Linked DNA regions of Mus musculus: region 2 is linked to region 1. The links are chromatin contacts, called in public Hi-C maps. All regions are on one chromosome and are shown on one strand. The core of a region is the stretch at or near the end of the contact, and the rest is flanking DNA. Distances in the headings are between cores, read along the strand shown.

Region 1 (5,496 bases), core at 2,659-5,158:
TTGTGCATCATGGGACCTCACAGGGACCACAGTACAATTTTGCATAAACTGGATTTCCACATACAGAAGAATGAAACTAGATTGCTATCTCTTACCCTGTACCAAATAAACTCCAAATGGGTCAAAGATCTTAAACATACAACATAAAACTCAATTTATCGTGAGCTGTTTCATTACTTTTTCCTCTAAGAATTGCAGAGTTTTATGTTTTACATTAGGGTCGTTGGGGAAATAATGCCAATAATTAATAAATGGAACTTCATGAAATTACAAAGCTTCTGCACGGTGAAGGGCACAATTCAGTAGAGAGGCAGCCTGTAGTATGGGAGCAAACCTTGGCTAGCTATGTAGCTGAGAGAATATTAATATCAATAAAGGTATCAAAAACCTAAATACTATTATCAAACAACTCAGTAAACAGATGGGCTCAGAAAATGAATGGGCAGTCCTCAAAAAAATATAAAAAATTAAATAAAAATAAAACAGACAATTGCTAGCAGAGAAATGCAAATTGGGAGCCTACTAGGATCTCGTCCTCCTCGGGATGGAAGTCATTAAGAAAACAACTAACAAATGCTGGCGAGGACGCCTGCTGCCAGTGAGATGTAAATAGTCCAGTCACTATGGAAATCTGCACAGAGGTTTCTCAAAAAACTAAAAATGGACCTGCCATGTGACCCGGCTCTACCCAAAGGACTTCAAGTGAGCACACCACCAAAACACGTGCACATCGATATTTGCTGCAGCTGTGGCCACAATAGCTGAACTGTGGAGCCAGCCTTGGTGTCGAACAACAGAGGAAAGGTTAAGGAAAAGGTGGTACACACACTGGAATCGTTTTAGCTCTAAAGAGGAATGACGTTGTGTCATTTGCAAATAAAAATAAAAAAGTGAACTCACTGAAGATGATCCTATCAAGTGTAACAATTCAGCTTTAAGCAAATATTATGTTTTTGCTCATGTGTGATTTCTAGATTTCATACAGATACATACAATAATAAGATATCAAAGTGGAACTAAAGTTTTCTATGACAACAACAACAAAAAAGGCAATGGGAAGAGAGAGAAAAAAAAGGGGGCTAGGGGGCTGTGCAGGGAGACATGCCCCAAGCACATTGCATGCTTACATGGGAGTGCCCTCCTGTAACTCAGTATTGTGTAGTTTTACATAAGTGAGTCAGAACAAAATGTTAGAAAGTGTTTAAGAGCACAATACCATGGCTGTAGAAGGAAAGGCATTCAGTCCCCCTTGGCATCCATGAGAGAACCACTCGAGGATGTGCAGGGGTACAGACCCCTGGATAAGCTCATGTCTACCCTACAAAGTGGCGCCTTGTTTTCAGATATCCTAAGGGATTCTCCCACATGCATCACGGCACCTCTAGATAACTTCCAACCCTTAATCTAATGCAAATGCTAGGTTACAGCTATTATAGTCCATCATTCACAAAATAATAAGGGAGAGAGTCTACACATGCTCGGTACGTTTGTTTCCCAAATATTTTCAGCCTGCAGTTGACACCATCAATGGATAAAGAATTCGGAGATACAACAGATCAGCTGTATAAAGTTTAACTCGTTAAGTTGAATCAAGAATTTGTATTCAGGATGATTCTGAACTGAATAGGACCCCAGTGGAATCCAGAGTATGACCAGGAATGGTGCCCATGTATCAGGCCCCAAGTGACCCCAGGCAACTGCATTCATTCCACCAAGGCCCGAATGGTACCACGGTTCAAGTCTAAAATGGCCCAACAGGCTTGTGTTTTAAACGCTTGTTTCAAAGCTTGAGGCCTCTAGAAGGGTGTGACTGATAAGGGCATTCACTAGACCCTCAGTAGAAGAGCGTTTGAAGGTTATAAATGGCTCCTTCCCATTCTCCCTACCCCTTGGTGCACCACAACATGACCCGCTGTTCTCCAGGCACACAGTCCTGCTGACATGATGTCCTGCGAGTGCATCGGGCCTGACACCGGAGGACTGAAATCTCTAAATCAGGAACCAAAATAAACCCTTCCTTCCTTCCTTTCTCTCTTCCTTCCTTCCTTCCTCCCCCCACCCCCACCCCCAGAAAAATGACATGTGGTCCTGCCAACGTCTAGGTAAATAATACAAGTGGCTTTGACTGTGCTTTGCCCCTTGAGGGTCAGTCCTTGTCCCTGATAAAAGGCTGCGCCAAGAAGAAGGCAATGCCCAGAAGAAACACGGAGAGCTGATCGCTGCAGGTAGTGGATGGTGCGCATTTGCACTGCAGGGGTTCTCATGAGAAGCCAGTTGTTAAGTTCATCACCCTGCCAACGTAGAAACTTATGCCAGCTACCCATGTGTCTATCTCTCCCTCAGCTAGAGAAACAACCCTTCTTTTTTTTTCAAGAGCAGAAAAACCAGTCTACCTTTCTGATGTCACAAATCTGGAGTGCTGAGGAGCCAAAGAACCATCTCACTGCCAAGGCAGCCGGGTTTGAAACCCTACTCAATGTGTACAAGTTACGGGGAATGTGGAGGGAGATATAGCTTTCCTGCACACACCTGACACCCGCAGCTGTCTTCTGCAGCCTGTGCCTGGGGACCGAGTATCTAACACCTTCATCAGAGGCAGGTGTGGCTCATTGTTTTGTTTTGTTTGTGCTTTCCACCCCACATCCCATTTCAGGATGTTAGGATTTGAAACTATCAAGTAACATCAACAAACTATATGTGTTTTGGAGACAAAGGAAGTGATGAGCCCTGGACTTCTAAGTTTACTGGTATTTGGTTCCCGTTTCCTCCAACTCCTGCCAGGTCCATCCCTTCTTCCCATGGCTCATTTCCCTGATCCATCAAATCATGAAGATGCTCTCTCTAAGGCACAGATTGGCCTCCACAAGCTAAAGGAAATGCTGTCACTGTGTGCACCTTTAGCCTCATGTACATGCGTAGCTCCCACAGGCTCTCTTAGTTCCGTGCTGTATCTACTGACATTCCTCCCTTCTAAGTAAGCAGTGCGTTCTCTGAAGACCTTTAGATACTTACTCAATCTTAGCATTATGCCTGGTGGTTACTCTATTCTGAGACAGCAAAGGAACCAGACTATAAATAGGTCAGATCCCAGCCCTCACCTCACTGGCTTCTCAGGGCAGGAGCTACAAACCCTCTGTGGCTGTGAGCTGCTTTTGAGTCTGCAGGGAGCCCTTAGGTAGCAGCTCACACAGAGAACACTTGTTAGGGCCTTGGGTCTGATCCTGGCCCTGTGGACTCTCCCATTATGAATATCTATAAATGCTTACCAACATGCCTCAGCTGCTCTTACAGCATGCGTTGGTGTGCTTTCAAGGGGTTGGCCTGCACCCCAGCTCCTAAGGTCGGCTCTTACTAGCTTGAGATAAGTGCAGACTCTCAGCCTGTTTAGCACAGACATTGACTGCGAAACATACTTGACCCAAGCCAGTCCTTGCTTCGGTAGGCCGCTGTTGTCAGGGTTTGGAGGAAACCTGTGTACCCCACATTTGATCCCATCAAGTAGAGCCAAGACTTATGGGTGGCCTAAGAAGATCTCACTTTTTCTGCATTGTTTGATGTGAGGCTAGAACAGCAGCAGGCAGCTGGTTGACTAAGTGGGAAAAGAGTCTGAAAACAAAGCCAAACTGTAGAGAAGACAGCCAGAAAACTAGTGACCGTCCAAATCCAGCCAGTCTTTGCACATCTTTATTTCCAAGTTGCTGTGACTTCTGTTCTCTGTTTACTTGCAACGAAAAGCTGTGAGGAGTGTCTCATCCCACAGTCCAAGAAGCAAAGCTGTGGAGCAACCGGGATAAGCTTAGAAGTCGCCAGGGTTGTAAGGAACTTGCAAGAATTAGCATTAGAGGGAGGAAGCAAAGGGAAAGCCCAAGGATGAACCAGAGCACGCCGGGCCTCTGCCGCCCCCTAGTGGACACTGCTGCCGCCACAGATCCTGCGGCCCTAGCTCAAAAGTTGACCAAAGCCCGGTTCTTCACCGGTGCCTCGACATTCCAGACCTAGATCCTAAGGAATTAGTTACCCAAGTGGAGTGCTCCTTCTTTGTACAGTAGGAAAAATAACATCCCCTGTTATCTGTAAGACTGTAATTAGATGAAATAGTCAAGATGAGGTTAACGGGACCTGCCCATATGAAATAACAAAAGGGGGGAAAATGAATTGCTGACGAAAGAAGTTTTGAAAAGTAGCACAGACAAAGAGCCGCGTGATTGATCCACGTCACTGACCGGAGAGGATCCAGGCCATGCCTTTGAAAGTGTGACTGAGGAAGCATATGGCTGCGCAAGTCAGAGCGCCCACCTAAGCCCAGGCTAGGAACCTGGACAGAGGGAGCATTGCATGCACTGGAGATGCAGAAGCTCCTGTAAGCCCCAGAACGATCCATAGATGCAAATGAGGAGATGACCAGGAGAGCCACTGGAGAGGACTGGAGGGAAAGAGACACAGAAAGCCAGGGCAGGTCCTGGCCACTAGCAGGGTCACTGAACCATCAGAAACCCTCGTTTCAGGCAAGGCCGTTAGTAGTTACAGTAAAACGCAGGTCCCCTAAGGCGGTGGTTCTCAACCTTCCTAATGCTCTAACCCTTTAATACAGTTCCTCATGTTGTTGTTACTTCATAACTATAATTGTGCTACTGTTATGATCATGATGTAAATATCTGATATGCGACCCCTGTGAATGGGGTCACTGTGAAAGTGGGTCACGACCCAGAGGTTGAGAACTGATTCCCTAAGAACTCATACAGGCAGAACCTAGATAGAGCCATCTTGTCTGTAGCCAGGATGAGAGTGAAGCTCAACAGCAAGCTCAGAGGTATATGCAAGGATACAAAAACAGTCACCACAAAATAAGAAAAAAAAGTAATAATGTATAACACCCAATAAAAAGTGTCTGTGCCTTCCAACAGGCAAGATGAGACAGAAGCCCAGTGAACTGACTGCCAATGCACAGCATAACACAATTGGGTGGGAAACAAATCTTGGAAAGAAATCTACAACCCCAAATTAAGTTAAAAAGCAAGAATGCTCTCATGACTTCAGACCAGTCTATGACTTCAACTTCCCTTTTAGAAACCAAGACAAAGAACATTAAATTAGATATAGAAGAAACAGAAGGGAAAGAAGAAGCAAAATAAGATAATACATTACTACAGTAGAAGACAGGAAAACAAAAAATTATGACCTGGAAAAAATTTTTAGACAGTCAATAAAATTGACAAACCACAGGGCATGGGGGGGGGGGACACCTTTTATCCTAGTCCTCAGGAGACAGAGGCAGGAGGATCTCTGTGAGTTCAAGGCCATCCTGGTCTACAGAGTGTGTTCCAGGACAGTCAAGTCTGCATAGAGAGATTGTGTCTCAAACAAACAAACAACAAACCCTGATAGCCCAGTGGTCAGATTGTTGGAGGAGAGGGAGGAGCAAGAAGAGAAAGGGAAAGGATGGGAGGGAAGAGTGGCCCAGCTGCTAACAGAAGAGGGATGCTGGCAGCCCTGCAG
Region 2 (5,214 bases), core at 2,163-4,662, 640 kb before region 1:
CTCTGTTTCTGACATCTGGGACTTAATCATGATCTTCTTGGCTCCAAAGGGCTTGGGTTTCACCACCTCTCTAGCTTTGCCATGCACAGCAAATGCAGAGTGCCTCCTAGACTGCCTTCTTTATACAGCCCAGGCACACCTACCTAGGATGGTACCAGCCACAGTTGGCTGGGACTTTCAACATCAATTAACATTCAAGAAAATAGTTCATAAACATGCACATGGTCTGCTCCATTCTTGCCACTGTTTTTGGTGGTCTCCTCACAGTGCCGATTGATATATCCAATATCTTGGGTCTCCAATACAACTTTCTTTGGGGACTCTGATCTTCCTCGTGGTGCCAAGCCTCAGATTCTCCCCATGACCCCTTTAATTCTGCAGCTTTTATGTTACCGAAGCCAGTATCAGATGGACAACTTATAGACGTTACCAAGTTTAGCTCATAGCTTAAGATGCAACCTTGATGCACTCTGTGGAAGTGCACAGGAACTTATACAAGGAAGACAGCTTCTATGTGCTGACACTGAAGGAGTATTTTCCAGAAGATTCCACCGCAATGCATTGTTTTCAATCCAAGCTGGCTTTTTAGACCCAGTGAATCACTATCCAGTGCCCCTGTAAAGCACAGACTGTAATTCCAAAGATTTTAATTCAAATATATCACATAAATGGCCCCCATAGAGTCATCGAGGGACTCTCAAACATCCCTCTGAAACTGTGTAAGGCAGGCCTCTATCATCTGCGCTTCTCTCCACATTCTTAACTTCCAAGCTCCCACAGAACAGATCATTAATCTCTGAGCACTCAGAAGCTTGTCCAGTTTGATGTTCCCAAAACTGTCACAATCCACACCCAGAAAACCAGCATGGCCAGGTCTATCAGAGCACTAATACCTTACTCCTGGATCTAATTTCTTCCCCAGTTTGCTTTCTGTTGTGATAACACACGGATCCAAAGCAGCTTGTGGGAGGAAAGTGTTTGCATGGCTTCCAGGTTACAGTCCATCATCAAAGGAAACAAAGGCATGAACCTGGAGGCAGGAACCGAAGCAAAGACTTCAGAGGAACACTGCTTAATGTCTGAATGTTTGCGCCTCTTCCTAGGGAACTATAGCTGCTTCCGATGACTGACAGGCACCTGTCTTCTTTCAGGTATCCTCTCAATAATAGAAATGCACGGATAGAGGTGAGACCCATTGCAGGGCTGGCTAAACCTCATCCACCTCTCCTCCTCCTCCAGCCCTCCCCTACCCATGTGCCTCTGTGGCTTGAGAGGCTATCGTGATATATATTCCTCAGAGCTGGCTCAGCTCACCATGCTCCTGCTTATTTAAAGTCTGTACCAAAGAACTCAGAGCATATTGCATGGTAGTTCTGAGTGCAGTATGTGCCCAGTGCCAGGCAGCATGTTTGGCACGTGATTCACATCAGTCACACTTGCAGAACCAGCCACCAACACAGTGCTATCACGAGCAGTCATTGACTTACAGAAGTGAGCAGGGTAACTGGGGCCAACAGTTTATAGAGCTCAGGTACTTTTCCCCTGCACAGATGCAGAGAGCTCTGACTTGCCTTTCCCTCCATATCCCAGTTCCTCAAACCCTAGGCAGTCAAACTGGGTGGATATCAAAGGGGGCACAGCTGACTTACAGACTCCATGGGTGCAGCCCCTCGGGCCAAGTGGCATCAGAGAGTCCCCGACAGAAGCTCTCCAGCTCAGGCCTGAGCCAGGTCAGCAAGCCACTCTGCAGCTCCTCTCAAGGGAAGACCCTGCTGGTTTGGTGATGAGTCAGATGGTCTGTTTGTTTTCAGAAGCCAGAAAGCGACTTTTATCTGTCATTCATTCCGTGTAATTCAGAAATGGGCTCATCGCCAACCAGCTAGGTGGCAGTATGCCTGCTTTGAAGCCATACATCTCTGTCATGTACATATATTTCACTATCATTTTATATTAACTACCCAAACACCTATGTGCACGTATGCACTTTACTGAAGCACATCCAGCGAAGGGGAGAGATCAAGACCCGGGATTCACTAGGGGCTGGCCTGTACTGGGTGCTTTGCATGCTCACAGCAATGCAGGCTCTCAAACTTGAACCAGAAAGTTGTAATCACCCAAAGGCTTGACAGAGCACAGGAATCTTAGAGACTCCATGTTTCCAGATCAGAAGGAACAAGTTGGAGGTCAGAGGCTGACAAGAGAGGCTGCCGTCATGGGTCCAGGAAGCCTACCTTGAGAAACCCAGCATTCAGTTATTAAGCTGAATTTTGGAAGGAGAACCTGAGGCTCAGAGATGTCAAGTCACACAGCTGGCAACAGAGCAAGGGCAAGGGCCAACAACCTTCTGCAGGCCTACTCAGCGCAGAGTCACCCCGATATTTTTAAATGTGAAAATGAGGTAGACCACTATGCTTTCACACGCGGTGTGCAATGCAGTTCAGGTCTGGCTGGGCAAGATCATTTGAAGCTTGCTGTAATCTTCTGGGCTGCTTGTTCTACCGTCTCCTTTACCTGGTAGCTTCCTAGCTGATAAAACACTGTGGGTGTTTGCTCGCTGTCTGTGGGCAGCTGGACAAGCCTGTTGTTCAATGGATGTTCAGGCTGCGTGGATGGAGGCTGGACTGGCTTGTGTCTGTGATGAGCTGAGAGGGGGGTTCCTCCAGTCTGGGTGGCCCTTTTAACTTGTCTGGAGATTGTTTTCATTTTGGCAGAGGCATAAACAGGGAAGAGTGGGCCACAGGCTTCCTGTAACCCAGCAGGTGACCTAGCCTTGTCTACACAGTGGTTGCAGGACTCCAGAAATGAAAGTGGAACCTTCAGTGGAGAGCAGAGGGTCTGGTACAGAGTTAGGCACCTGCCAAGTGTACCCCGCATTGTTGATTTAAGTGTTAGGCCAGCCAAGATCCACAGTGTAGGAAAAGAAATCCTACCTTTCGCTGGTGAATACAGGAAGCAGGAGAATTTGCAGCTGTTCAAAACATGGCGCCTGCTTCGCGTTCTCTAGTACCATTTGACAACCCTCCCCATGACTATTTCTTTGCCAGCTCAAAAACTAGAGAGGACAGGTCTGCTGCTTCTCTGAATTGCAGAAAGACAAAAGCATTCCTTAACACTAGTCCACCACCAGGAATTCACCCTGAGAAATGTGCCTCTCACTTTCCATGAAAAGCTTTTAAAATGACGTCTCCTTGGAACCTTCCGGCTAGAAGCATCAATATGGAGTTCAAATGGAATATGCAGTTTTCACAGCTGTATCTGTGCTAAATTAAAAAGAACAGAGAAAACAAAGAGAAATGGGGGCGAGGGCGGGAGCGGGGGAGACTTTTGCAACAGAATGTGGGCACCGGGAGAGCAGTCTTCCAAGGCCTGCTGCCTGCTCAGCGACCCCGGGCTTTCCAGATCGGACTCTTAATTAATCATGGCTGGAGTTCTGCACTTTGACTCTCCGGCTGGTGTTTTATTTTCTTGTTCCAATGCCCACATGAGCATCCTCTGGCAATAAAACATCCAGGGAGAAGTTATAAAAACATGTCATCCTACTTACAGCATATGGCTAATTGATTTTTGAGAATTGCTTAATTGTGTGACTTTCGTTAACCAAACAACAATGCCTGTTTTCACACCCCCAATATTAGCTCATACTATTTCATGACCTGCCCCCGCTGAGACACACTCCATATTTCTGACCATAAATCTGGCCTCTGCCTGGGCTTGCGTACTTGTTTCAGCTTTGTTGTGACGGTTTTACTGCATCGGTTGCCTTTTTAAAGAAATTTATGGTGGGCAATAAACATGGAGAGAGGTTTAAGGGAAGAAAGTAGGGGTTTGGGTCGCTCTTTTTGCAAGCTGAATTTTTAAATTTCTTCCTTACATAAAATAACAAAAGGTAGTTTTCTTCAGTGATTGGCCCTGTGCTGGCCTCTGTAGGTTCCACTTAAATGGATGTGGAAGGAACATGAAGTGTGGCCTTTTTAAACAGAGGATTCCAAAGGCTCTGCCGAGTTACCCTAATTGCCCGGAGTTGGGCGGAATTTTAATGTGGAAAAGGCTATGTGATAGGCGGGTAGGAAGGAGAGGCGAAGCCTTAGAGGAAGAAGTTGAAGGCGGTTGAGAGAAGCAGGCAACCACAGTTGGTGGGAATCAGTGGAGCAGAAGCCTGGAAATGTCACTTTAGATTATGATCGAGGCCACAACCACAGAGGGAAGGAAGGTGAGCACACCCCAGCTCGACCTCAAGAGAAGTTGTTGATTGACACAGCGATGGCCTCCTATGATTATCTACAGTGTCGAAGTGCAAAATCTCCATAGAAGGTAAATTTGCATATGAGAGTTCAATTACATCTCCCAGCACCTTCACTGTGACCACTTCATTTTATTGGTGCCACTAGCGTGTATGAGTAAGGAAGTGTGTGTGTGTGTGTGTGTGTGTGTGTGTGTGCAGGTGTCTGCATTCACATGTATAGATAGGTGCACATGTGATGCAATGCATGTGCATGCCCATACGTGGACGCCATAGGACCACCTTGGATGTCTTTCCTCCTCAGGGTCTGTCAGTCTTGTATTTTGAGACAAGGTCTCTCACTCTGACCTGGGGCTCACCCATGAGGCTTAGGCTTGGAGCCAGCCAGTTTCAGGGCTCCTCCCATCTCTACGTCCTCTGCATGGAGATCGTATGCACACTGTCACCATGCCAGGCTGGCTTTCCTAGGAGCAGACCCAGGGAGAAGACTTCAGTCCCTAGGTCGTCTGTCATGAAATAATCGGAGTTCCAGCCCACAATAGCACTGATACTTGGCCTCTCACGTGGCAGTGCACTCGCTGCGGTTTGGATAGGGTATGTTCCTTCTGGCTTGTGCAGGAATGTAATCTCCAAAGTCTTATGTTAATGGCCTTGAGGTTAGAAATATAATCCAGCTATGAGATTAGTGGTAGGGCCGCTGGGAAATGATTAGATTAGACGAGTTCGTTAGGAGAGAGCCCACAGTTTTTGTACCCTGATGGCTTTCTAAGAGGAGGGAAAGAGGCACATATGTTCTCTGTGTCTGGTTATGTGACGCCATCTGTGCACTGATTGGGGAATCAGAAGGCCAACACTGTGCACTTGAGCCTACAAGCCCAATAAACATCTTTTCTTTATAAAGTTAGCCTGCTTTGGGTATTTCATTATACCAATAAGAGTTGACCAGTACAGCAGTGTTCTGCAGTATTTTGTTA

Evidence for each region. A called contact is a pair of places that touch in the nucleus more often than the background predicts.
Region 2: a Hi-C map of uterus shows a contact between it and region 1, with 2.3 times the contacts expected there. The contact joins two enhancer-like sites. A contact is called at or near these places in 3 of 39 promoter capture datasets (cranial neural crest, hippocampal neurons and second pharyngeal arch cranial neural crest), 4 of 484 Hi-C or Micro-C datasets (all in uterus) and 1 of 9 other capture datasets (embryonic tail).

What each region holds. Positions count from the first base shown.
Region 1 is chr6:116,766,308-116,771,803 of GRCm38.p6, reverse strand. Gm36788 (a long non-coding RNA gene) reads left to right here. Exons shown (of 4, transcript XR_377977.3): 4 at 1-91. Among named protein-coding and RNA genes, the nearest start is that of Gm36788, 6.2 kb to the left of the region's middle. Within about 2 kb of position 3,908, at least 14 of the 459 cell types and tissues checked have an H3K27ac peak or open chromatin away from gene starts, as enhancers often do. A contact at or near this core is called in uterus, where this site is marked.
Region 2 is chr6:117,405,804-117,411,017 of GRCm38.p6, reverse strand. No RefSeq gene overlaps it. Among named protein-coding and RNA genes, the nearest start is that of 6820426E19Rik, 87 kb to the left of the region's middle. Within about 2 kb of position 3,412, at least 28 of the 459 cell types and tissues checked have an H3K27ac peak or open chromatin away from gene starts, as enhancers often do. A contact at or near this core is called in uterus, where this site is marked.